3 separate regions of the Macaca mulatta genome follow, and all the other regions are linked to region 2. A link is a contact called in public Hi-C data. All regions are on one chromosome and are shown on one strand. Each heading gives the region's core, a stretch centred on a gene start, on an enhancer-like site or on the middle of the called end of the contact. The rest is flanking DNA. Distances are from core to core; before and after follow the strand shown. Region 1 holds the start of GXYLT1 (glucoside xylosyltransferase 1). Region 2 holds the start of YAF2 (YY1 associated factor 2). Region 3 holds the start of PPHLN1 (periphilin 1).

Evidence for each region. A called contact is a pair of places that touch in the nucleus more often than the background predicts.
Region 1: a contact with region 2 is called in a Hi-C map of fetal cortex germinal zone, with 2.4 times the contacts expected there. The contact joins the promoter of GXYLT1 here to the promoter of YAF2 in region 2. A contact is called at or near these places in 4 of 14 Hi-C or Micro-C datasets (cortical neurons, fetal cortex germinal zone, fetal cortical plate and 1 more).
Region 3: a Hi-C map of fetal cortex germinal zone shows a contact between it and region 2, with 2.1 times the contacts expected there. The contact joins the promoter of PPHLN1 here to the promoter of YAF2 in region 2. A contact is called at or near these places in 4 of 14 Hi-C or Micro-C datasets (cortical neurons, fetal cortex germinal zone, fetal cortical plate and 1 more).

What each region holds. Positions count from the first base shown.
Region 1 is chr11:49,080,592-49,083,641 of T2T-MMU8v2.0, reverse strand. GXYLT1 (glucoside xylosyltransferase 1) reads left to right here and starts at 1,400. Exons shown (of 8, transcript NM_001193857.2): 1 at 1,400-1,853. The coding sequence starts at 1,633.
Region 2 is chr11:49,172,993-49,176,226 of T2T-MMU8v2.0, reverse strand. YAF2 (YY1 associated factor 2) reads left to right here and starts at 1,395. Exons shown (of 4, transcript NM_001266167.1): 1 at 1,395-1,474; 2 at 1,918-2,043. The coding sequence starts at 1,449.
Region 3 is chr11:49,268,874-49,272,051 of T2T-MMU8v2.0, reverse strand. It overlaps PPHLN1 (periphilin 1), which reads right to left and starts at 1,645. Exons shown (of 13, transcript XM_077953921.1): 1 at 1,577-1,645. It overlaps ZCRB1 (zinc finger CCHC-type and RNA binding motif containing 1), which reads left to right and starts at 1,733. Exons shown (of 8, transcript NM_001195521.1): 1 at 1,733-1,881.

The DNA of each region.
Region 1 (3,050 bases), core at 151-2,650, 93 kb after region 2:
GTATTTCATGGTGAAACTTGTCAACTCCCCAGATGCAATTTCAGCAGTTAAACGCATGATTTTTCCCTATGAATGTGTGTTTGTGTGTGTGTGTGTATTTTGAAGCCTCCCTTCCCTCACTTTTTGGCACTGGTGCTGCTTTCTGCTTCCAATCTCTCCTCTAGCTGTTTCAGCCTCCACACTACAGCCAGAGTCTGCTCTCTAAAATGCAAATGTGATCATGTTACTTCCCTATTTAAAAACCCTTCAATGGTTCACTAGTGTCTTGCAGATTAAATTCAAACTCCTAGGTGTGCTAAACAAAGCATTCAAATATCTGGCCACTTCTACGCTCTTATCGCTCGTCATATCCTCTCTTGCATTCACTTAGCTGGTGGTATCAAACTTCTCACGGTTCCCTACACAGGAGCCTGTTTATTGATCCTTCAGCCTGGAATTACTTCCCTTAACCGACTCAAGACTCTAGCGGCACCTTTGCTATGAAGTCTCTCTTGACCACACTCGCAGACAGAACTGATTGTTCCTTTGTGTGTGTCCCTTACAGGCCTGGATCTTAAGTCTGTATCATTGTGTTGCGCTTATTTACAAGTATCCGCTGTCCCACCCACGCTCCAGTTAGGCTTCTTTATACCCCTAGGTACTCACACAGCGCTTGGCCCAAGTGATGCTTTATAAATGGTCAATGAATGAACGTAGTGGAAACAGCTGAAGAAGAGGGAGAAGAACTGGGGAAGAAAGGAGAAGCTCTGTGGGGAGAATACTAATTGTTTTGCACATGCAAATAATGAGTTGTGAGGGAGGTCAAAAAGGTCAAAGGGAAGAGCCCTGCAGTACAGGAACTGTCTGCTGGCAGGCAAGGTCCGCATACCAAACACACGAAGCAATGAGCTTATCTGAGTGAAAATGGCTCGTGCACATTCTAGTATCACAGAAACTTACAGGCTGGGGGAGGATGGAGAGGAAAGTGGCCTAGTCAAGTGCCTTCTAAGTGCTAGGCGGTTTTCGTGCGTTAAACAGTTTAATCTTTACAACCACCCCACGATGAGGATAGTAGCTCCATTTTAGGGACGAAGAAACATGCTCAGAGAATTTAGGTTACCCAGTGTCACAAACCACCATGTGGAAGGACCATAATTAGAATTTAGGTCAACTGCCTCCAGAGCCGAGGCTTTCGCTCCACCTCTCTCGGCGGTCGAGACCCACTGGGCTCCAAGTCACCTGCGCGTCAGCCTGCGCTCACTCTTCCCCGCAAGCGCGCCGCGTTCCGCGCGCCCACTCCGCCCCAGGCGCGCCAGCCCTGCGTCCCTCCCACGCGATCTGCGCCGGCGCGTCCAGCCCTCCCGCCCGGGGGAGAGGCGGGGCTGCGTCGCTGCGGCTGACCCATGGGCGCACGGCGGCAGAGGCGGCGTCCGGGCTTCCGGGCGGGTTGTCAGCCGGCTCTGGCGCCGCGGCTGCGCTCGCCTAGGTGGTGGGCGGGGAGGGAAGGAAGGGAGCGGGTGCAAGGCGGCGGCCGCGGCGGCGGCGGCGGGGGAGGAACTTGTTGCGCCCGCAGCTGCGCGGTGCCGCTCCCTCAGCTCCAGTTCGCCCGGGCGGGCGCGGCGGCGGCGGAGACTGAGGATCGCGGCCGGGGCGATGCGGCGCTACCTGCGCGTCGTCGTGCTGTGTTTGGCCTGCGGCTTCTGCTCGCTTCTTTACGCTTTCAGTCAGCTCGCCGTTTCCCTGGAAGAAGGAGCGGGTGGCGGTGGCGGGAAGCCGCAGGCCGCGGTGGCTTCCTGGCTCGCGGGCGGCGGACGCGGCGCCGTGAGAGGCACGGGCGGCGCGGGCCCCGCAGCGCATCCCGGCGGGTCGGGCAGGTACGGGCAGTTCCCGGTGGGGGACGCGGCGGGCGCAGGGCGCGGGCTCGGCCTGGCCCGGGCTGCTCGCGGGTCGGCGCCGCGCCTCCCGCGTCTTTCCTGCGGTTTCTGACCCCTCACTGATTTCCCTCCTTCCCCTCCGGCCGGGACTAAACCAGCGCTGCTCCCGCCTGAGAGTGTCCCACACTTTTTGTGTTTGTCTTTTGACCCAGTCATGCGCCCTTTAAAGCAGTTAGAAATTAATTTTCAGTTTTTTAAAAAAAGGATTCTTTGAAAATAAGAAGTGTTCACAAAAGCCTTGCTGCTGCCTGGCTAGTGAGAATTCCTTCTTGTTTCAGTGGAGTTCAAGTTGAGATATTTAAACATGAGGCTGGCGCCCTAGTTCAGTGTTGAAGGATTGTGCGTGTATGTGTGTGTGTTTTGTCTCTCATGCTGATTTTGCTGTGTTAACGCTTACACTTTTAAGCATTAGCCACGGTTAAATTTGGAAATGGCATTTGTGCGGGTTGTGAAATTTTCTTTTGGAAACACTATCTTTCTTGACAAATCGGTATTTAAAAAGCGACGTAATGACCTAGGTGGCTTTGCACAAATCACTGCCAGAGTAGGAATCGACACGAGATTTAAATAGAAAAAAAAATGTTTCTGTCAACGCATTATGAATGCTTGAAATCTGAGCGTTTACACTGCCTTGCAACATGGACACTTCCACCTTATGTATGGGCACCTCTCTGGCAACGACTGAAGTGCTCCCTACCAAGACTTGGCAAATGCTGCTTTGATACAGAAAAGTATAGGATTTGTCTGGAGAGGGAGTGTAGGTCAGCTGTGGGCTGTTTAACATCATTTTGAGAGTCGATGGTCATTCCCAGAATGAAAAGGGGAAGTTTGGGCAGAGTAGCAGCGTGGAAAGCGGACTTGTCGTGTTTTTACCCTGCAATTTGATTACAGTCAGGGTAATTCCTACATCAGGACCCTCAGTTGTCTGTCTTGGGAGAAAGCATTCACTGAAAACTTGAATGAGCTCGTGAAAAATGACAGGTTGAAGCTAAACTGTTTATGGCCTAGTACGTTATTGTGAAGCATTTGCAATTATGGAAAATGGATTATATTGGGCAAAATTGTAAGGAGGCAACATTTTAATTAAATATTTAATGAAGTTAGACTGATGCTAGCATTGCATTTTTAGTGCCTTGG
Region 2 (3,234 bases), core at 146-2,645:
TCTCATATAGATGCCATTCAGAAGATGAAAACGTTGAGAATTACAGAAATTAAGCAATACTTCCAAGATCTATCAGCTAAGAAACAGGGGAAGCAGGCTGAGAACCCTGGACTTCTGACTGTACCATTTCCTTTGTAGTTTAGCTATGAAATTATCATTTTACATGAATTCGGAATTGATGTAAACCTAGAAAGATGGACAGAAACAGCACTGTTAAAGAGGGATCTAGTTTATGCAGAAGTAACCCATGTGCATTGTCAGGAGACAGCTTTTCTCATGGGAGAGGGATGCAGAGGTAGGGAAAATGTGTGAAGCCTTTAAATGCCAGGCTAAGGAGTGTGGGAGTCGTTAGTGGTTCTTGATCAGAGTGGTGGCATAATATTAACAGCATTTTATTATTCATCTGGTTGTGGACTACTGAATCGATTGGGGAGGTGGAAGTGGAGCTTCGGAGACCAGTTTGATGGCTGTTGCTGGAGTCTGGAGTATGAGGACCTTTATTTAGTATATTGAGGTAAAGAGACCTGGGAAGGTGTTCTTTTGTTAGCAGACAGCGTTGAGGGGACATGCAAACTCCTTATATTTAAAAAGGCCTTATGAGTATGTATTGGGTTTCTTTCAAAAGCAGCTACTGCAGAGGCCTGAGAGGCCAAAAGGGCGCCTTTGGAATTAGAGCAGAGTTAGACTCCTGGCTTTGTCATTTTCTAATTATGTAGCCCAGAGGAAGTCACCTAACCTCTCTTGAGTCTTGATTTCGATTCCTATAAGTTAGGGGTGACAAGCCCTACTTGTTTGAGCATCTGTGTAGCGCTTTAAGGCATCTAGCAATGGCGCTGCGTGTTGGTTCCCGCCTTCCCCGTGGTGTCCTGCAGGCGGGGACTGAGTAGCTAAGGACGGCGGCCAGGAAAGTCGTTCTACCTGGAGACCCCGGGCTGGCACTTCTGTCCAGACCTGGACAGGCCTCCGAATGCCAGACCTTGGACCAGGCTTCGCACGGGATGACTGAGCATCCCAAGCCAGTCGGTGGGACAGATATTTTCCTCCTCAGAGGGGCTCTGGAGCGCGCGGCAGTCCCTGGCAGCCGTGGGTACCGAGAAGGCGACAGGGCAACAGTGCGGAGAGGCGGCGCCGGCTCCCGAGGCCGAGGCGTCCACCTCCGCACCGCCCGCCGGCTAACTCGCCGCGGGTGCTGGGCCGCGCTGGCCGCGTTTGAAGTCTCCGGCGCGGCTGCTGGTTGGCGGGCGCGGGTCACGTGCGCCCAGGCAGGAGTTTCCCCGACAGCTGGAGGCTGCGTGGGATCCGGCGGCGGCTCCGGAGCGCGGCGGTGCGGCCTTCCCCGCCCCCTTCCTCCCTCCTCCCCCGCCCGCTTCCGCCCGGCTTATTATCCTCCTTATTGACAAACAGAGCGGCCGCGGCGGCGACTCTCAGCGTGCGTTGATAGCCAAGCCATGGGAGACAAGAAGAGCCCCACCAGGTAACAGCGCCCGGGCCCCGGGGCCCGGACTGTGCGGGCGGCAGGGCCCTGGTGCAGGGCTTCGGGTGGCTGCCTCGCTCGCCGCCCGGGCACCGGGGCGAGCACGGGGGCGGCGCCGCTGGTGTGCGAGTGCTGCCGCGTGAGGGGGCCGGCGCCGGCCGCCCCACAATGGAGCCGCGATGGCGGCGGCTACCGGAGCGGCAGCCCGGGTGTCAGAGCGGCTGTGGCGGCGGCGAGTGCGGCCGGGCTCGCGCCCTGCCTCTTCCTGACTTCCTTCCCCCTTGGAGCCGGAGCGCGGCGCGCCGAGGGCCCGCCGGGGGCCCGCCGGGCGGGGGTCGCGGAATTGGGGCGGGGGGCGGGGCGGGGGCGGCCGCGGGGCCCGGGCGCCGGGCGCGGCCTGCTGGTGACCCCGCGCCGCGTCGTGTCCGGGTTGTGTCCTGCAGGCCGAAGCGGCAGCCGAAGCCGTCCTCGGATGAGGGTTACTGGGACTGTAGCGTCTGCACCTTCCGGAACAGCGCCGAGGCCTTCAAGTGCATGATGTGCGATGTGCGGAAGGGCACCTCCACCCGGTGAGTCCCAGGCCTGCCCCGCGCGCCGCCGGCTGGCGGGGTGACGACCAGGGGACGCCCCTGCGGCTGCCGCCCCCTCCCATGACATTCGCGGACCCGGCGGGAGGAGGCGAGACGGAGGTGGCTGTGGCGATAGGAACTGGGTCACATTGATCGCAACCCAGGCGATGGTTTGCGGTGAGGGGTAATTGAAGAGGCTGTAAGGTTTTTTGCTGCCAAGAGAGAATAAATTATTTATGGGAGGCATTAGCTACTGCGATTTAATTCGTATCGCCGTGTGTAATGTCCCTCTCCCCACTCTGGGTATAAAAATGTTGGCTGCATTGTTGTGTTAGTGTGTAGGGATCAAGGAAAACCCATAAAATCCTCTTTAGGAGCAAAGGATGTAATTTAATTTCGTTCCTAAAAAAAGAAAACTATCTGATTGCAGAATACACAATATATTAAACTTCTTTTCTATATGGACTTCTGGAAGGGTCAGATCAAGGTTTTATTTAGTGTTTTTATTCCAGTTCTCTAATATTTTATAAATAAGTAGTTGGAGATGAGCCCAGTCACAGGAACAGATTTTTACTGAAAGTACCTGCATATCTTTAGTTTGATTAAATGGCAGTCTCTTAGACAAATGAGATGAAAAGATCTCTGCCCATTTTCAGACTTTATTTATTGTAAGCTTGCAGTATAATAACTCTGTTTTTTAAAAAACGACTTTGAATTAAGTGGATAAAGAAAATCATCCAGGAAATTCAGTCTGGCATTCTTAATCTGTCAGCACTTAGTTATCGAGCTCCTTGATTTTTATAGGAAGGTACCCTTTGAATTAAATATAATCCTGTGATTTATTACTTAATATGTAGAGAAGATATATATTTTGATGTTACAAAGTTCATTAGGGACTAAACTATAACAATAAGCATACTAATCTATCTTACTGTTGCTTTAAAAAAGGCATATATGATATTGACATATGCAAATATTCAGTAGACCTTAGATTTCTAAAAAATGTGATCTTGATTTTTTTTTAAAACACTACAGAATTTTATTAAGTTTGAAATGTAGAGACAGGAATGCTTGACAGTAACTTATTTGAAAATTTTCTCAGTGAAGCTCGCTGGCTTTGACATGCTTATTTTTTGTAAATATTATATGCTTTTTGTATATTCCCACAATGGATAAAATATTTTGTACATT
Region 3 (3,178 bases), core at 396-2,895, 96 kb before region 2:
AGAAATACCTGACTGTCTTATGTGCCAAGAACAGTATTAGCTACTAGAGTAACAAAGACCAACAAGACAAACACAGTCCCTCACCGATAGCCTCGCTTAGTAGGGATGGTAAAGAAACAAGCAATTAGGATACGTGTGATAAATGCCGTAAGGGAAGTGCAGGGCAGCTAAGAGTACACAGCAAAAATACCTAACTCTATGGAAGTTAGGGAATACCCCTCAAGTAAAGTGACAGCTAAACTCAGATCTTTAGTAGAAGTTATCCAGAAAAAGGCAAGAGGGAACAGGGAGCTCAAATGTCCCAGAGAGACAAAAGAGCCTTTGTGAAGATACTGAGGGAAGACAGTATTTTAAGGAATTGAAATCAGTTCAACATGGCTACAGCCATGCCCAAATTTTAAATGCAGGGTCAGAGAAAGGGCTCAACTGAAATGGCTGGCAGGAAAAGCTACGTGTTATCAATAGTAAAGGTTAGGAGATGAAAGAGAATTTCACTAAAGAAGTTGAATACGTAAAATAGTTTAAGCAGGAAATAGATGTTTCAGAAAGCACAGATGGGGGTGTTGAGGGGTTAAATGGGGAAGAAACGAAGAAGTAGTGATAGCCTAAGTCGAAAGGAAGCACAAAGCAGCATGGAAATGAGACTATAGCACAGAAGACCAAAGAGGCTTACATCTTGTGCGGTAACCAAGGATAACAGGGATGTAATGCATAGTAGGTTTGGCCGGCCACAAGTTTGCCAAGAGACTTAGTCCCAGCGGTCCCCTGGCGGCCACGGAGGTATTCAGGCCTCTCAAAATTCAGCTGCGCCCTGGATGGATTGCACTTCCGTCCCTCTAGAAGACATCGGCTTCACTCTGGATAGATTGTGCAGGCTCCAGGCGAGGCTCTGGGTTCCAGGCTGCTAGAACGCAGGCTCCCAGGGAGTGGTTAGAGGCCTGGTCTGTATGTGCTGGTGGGCAGAAGTATAAACTACCTTGCATTATGTTCTGATTTTTCTGTAGGAATGATGGGCACGTTATGGCCTCTTACAGAAAAAGCAGTGCGTAGCCATTATAGATTTACAGGAAGAGAAAAGGTGCCAAGAAGTTCAACATTTGTCCATACCCACGCTAAAGATGAGTCATTCTGTGAATCTAACTCTCCCCAAGTTGTCCTTGTCTCCCCAACTAGACTGAGATCTCCACCAGAAAACAAAACAAACCAAAAAAAAAGGTCCGTTTATTTTGTAGTTCCCAAAGTGCCTAATAGCTGGGTACGGCGAACACCTTCAGTACAATTACGAACTTCCTGACTGCTCTCGGGTTACTGAAGTTACCTAGCTCAGTCTTCTTTTTGCATATTAAGGCGCTACAGAGAGGCGAACCCGTATCTTAAGACTCAATACTTCCCTTTATTCCAAACTCCACTGCGTCTCTCCACCCTCAACCGCATGGGCAGAATTGCTGCACAATTCAAAGGCAGGGGAATCCAGGACCCGACACAGAAAACTCCCGCCTGCCCCCGCTAAACCCCCAGCGTTTAGCAGCCCGCACTCGCTCTGCATCCATCTCTGGGAAAGGTAAAAGTCGCTCACCGACTCTGGCCCTCCGAGACACCCCGTAAACGTAGTCGTCCGCTCGCCGCCGTTATCCCAGTAGGCACTTCCGGCGCGCGCATTGACGTCAGCGAAGCGCTCGCCTCTGGGCCCGCCTTCGGGGCCCGGATCTGAAACAACCGGGAAGAGGCACCGTGGCTGCTACCATCTGGTCCCCGCGCCTGACCCCTCCCAGGACTCGTGATGCCAAGGCCGCTGCGAGCGGCTACGAAGAGTCGGGGTTGAGCCCCAGCTGAGCTGAGGGCTCGCACTCTTCTGGTCTCCCAGGCCCACCCCACGTGAAGGTAAACGCCTCCTCAGCTGCGGCCTTCTTTTCTGCGGGACCCCCTCCCCAGACTCGGCTGCCAAAATGCTCTGCCCCTCTCTCCTGCCACCCTTTTTATTCCAGGACCTTAACGTCTACCTGCCTTCGCGGCTCTCAGCAGAACGTCTAAGGCATAGTTTCAAATGAGAAACTTTTAAAAAGCGACCTATCTATGTTGAGTTCCTGAAGTTTTCTAAATAATTCCCCCAAAACACCAAACATGAGGCAGTTTTCTCATTCCTTCACGAATTGGCATGCCTTAGAGTCAGTACTTTTCCATTTGTGATGGTTCGTCCCCCATCTCAAATACACACCACACGCTCTTTTTAAATCAGAAATTTGAATTTGGTTGAGTCTGATATTCTCACAGTAATTTGCTGACTTTGTAAGATAAGGTGTGAAAATTAATTACTGATTACATTTGTAAATTTTATATACATATACACACATACATACAAGTCCGTCTCTTCCAGGCACCAAGCCTATTTATATAATGTATCATTTCATAATTTGGCAATAAGCAAAGTTAACATTTCGAAAGAAGTTTATATTGTCAATGCGTAAAGCTTAAATTTCCTCCTTAATATCATACTAAATGGGGAAAAGAAAATTTTCCTCTTTACACACCACTCCAGAGAAAAAAAAATTAAGACAAACAAAAAAGGTACCCAGCCATAGTACAGGCATGCACAGCATAACAACTTTTTGGTTAACAACAAACCACATATACCACAGTGGTCTCCTAAGAGTATAATACATTGTACCATGTTTTTAGTGCACCTTTTCTGTCTTTAGCTACGTAAATATTTACCATTGTGTTTCAATTGTCTACATTATTCACTACATTAACATGCTATACAGGTTGCAGCCTAAGAGCAATAGGCTAGACCATCTAAGTTTGTCTCAGTACACCCTATGATGTTTGCGCTATGAAATCACGTAACACACTCAGAACATACCTCCTTCGTTAAGCGTAGCATGACTGTGTATTAGCAAAAATCAGTGACTAAGGTTCTTTCTGAGTCCCCATGCTCTTTCTGATCTGGGTGAGCAAGGTGTAGGTATTGTCCATATACAATACATATGCATTAAAGCATTTTTTGCTCATAGTCTGAGTGGAAGTTAGGAGTAGCCTTAGGGTTTTTCCTTCATCTATTTAAAACCCATCTCCATACCCATACAGTCTGGCACTGAAAGTGTTGATGTAAAGAATACTTGAAAGAAGAAGAACCAAAAAAGAATTTTTCTTGAGTGGTGACTGGGAAAAAGGAATTCCT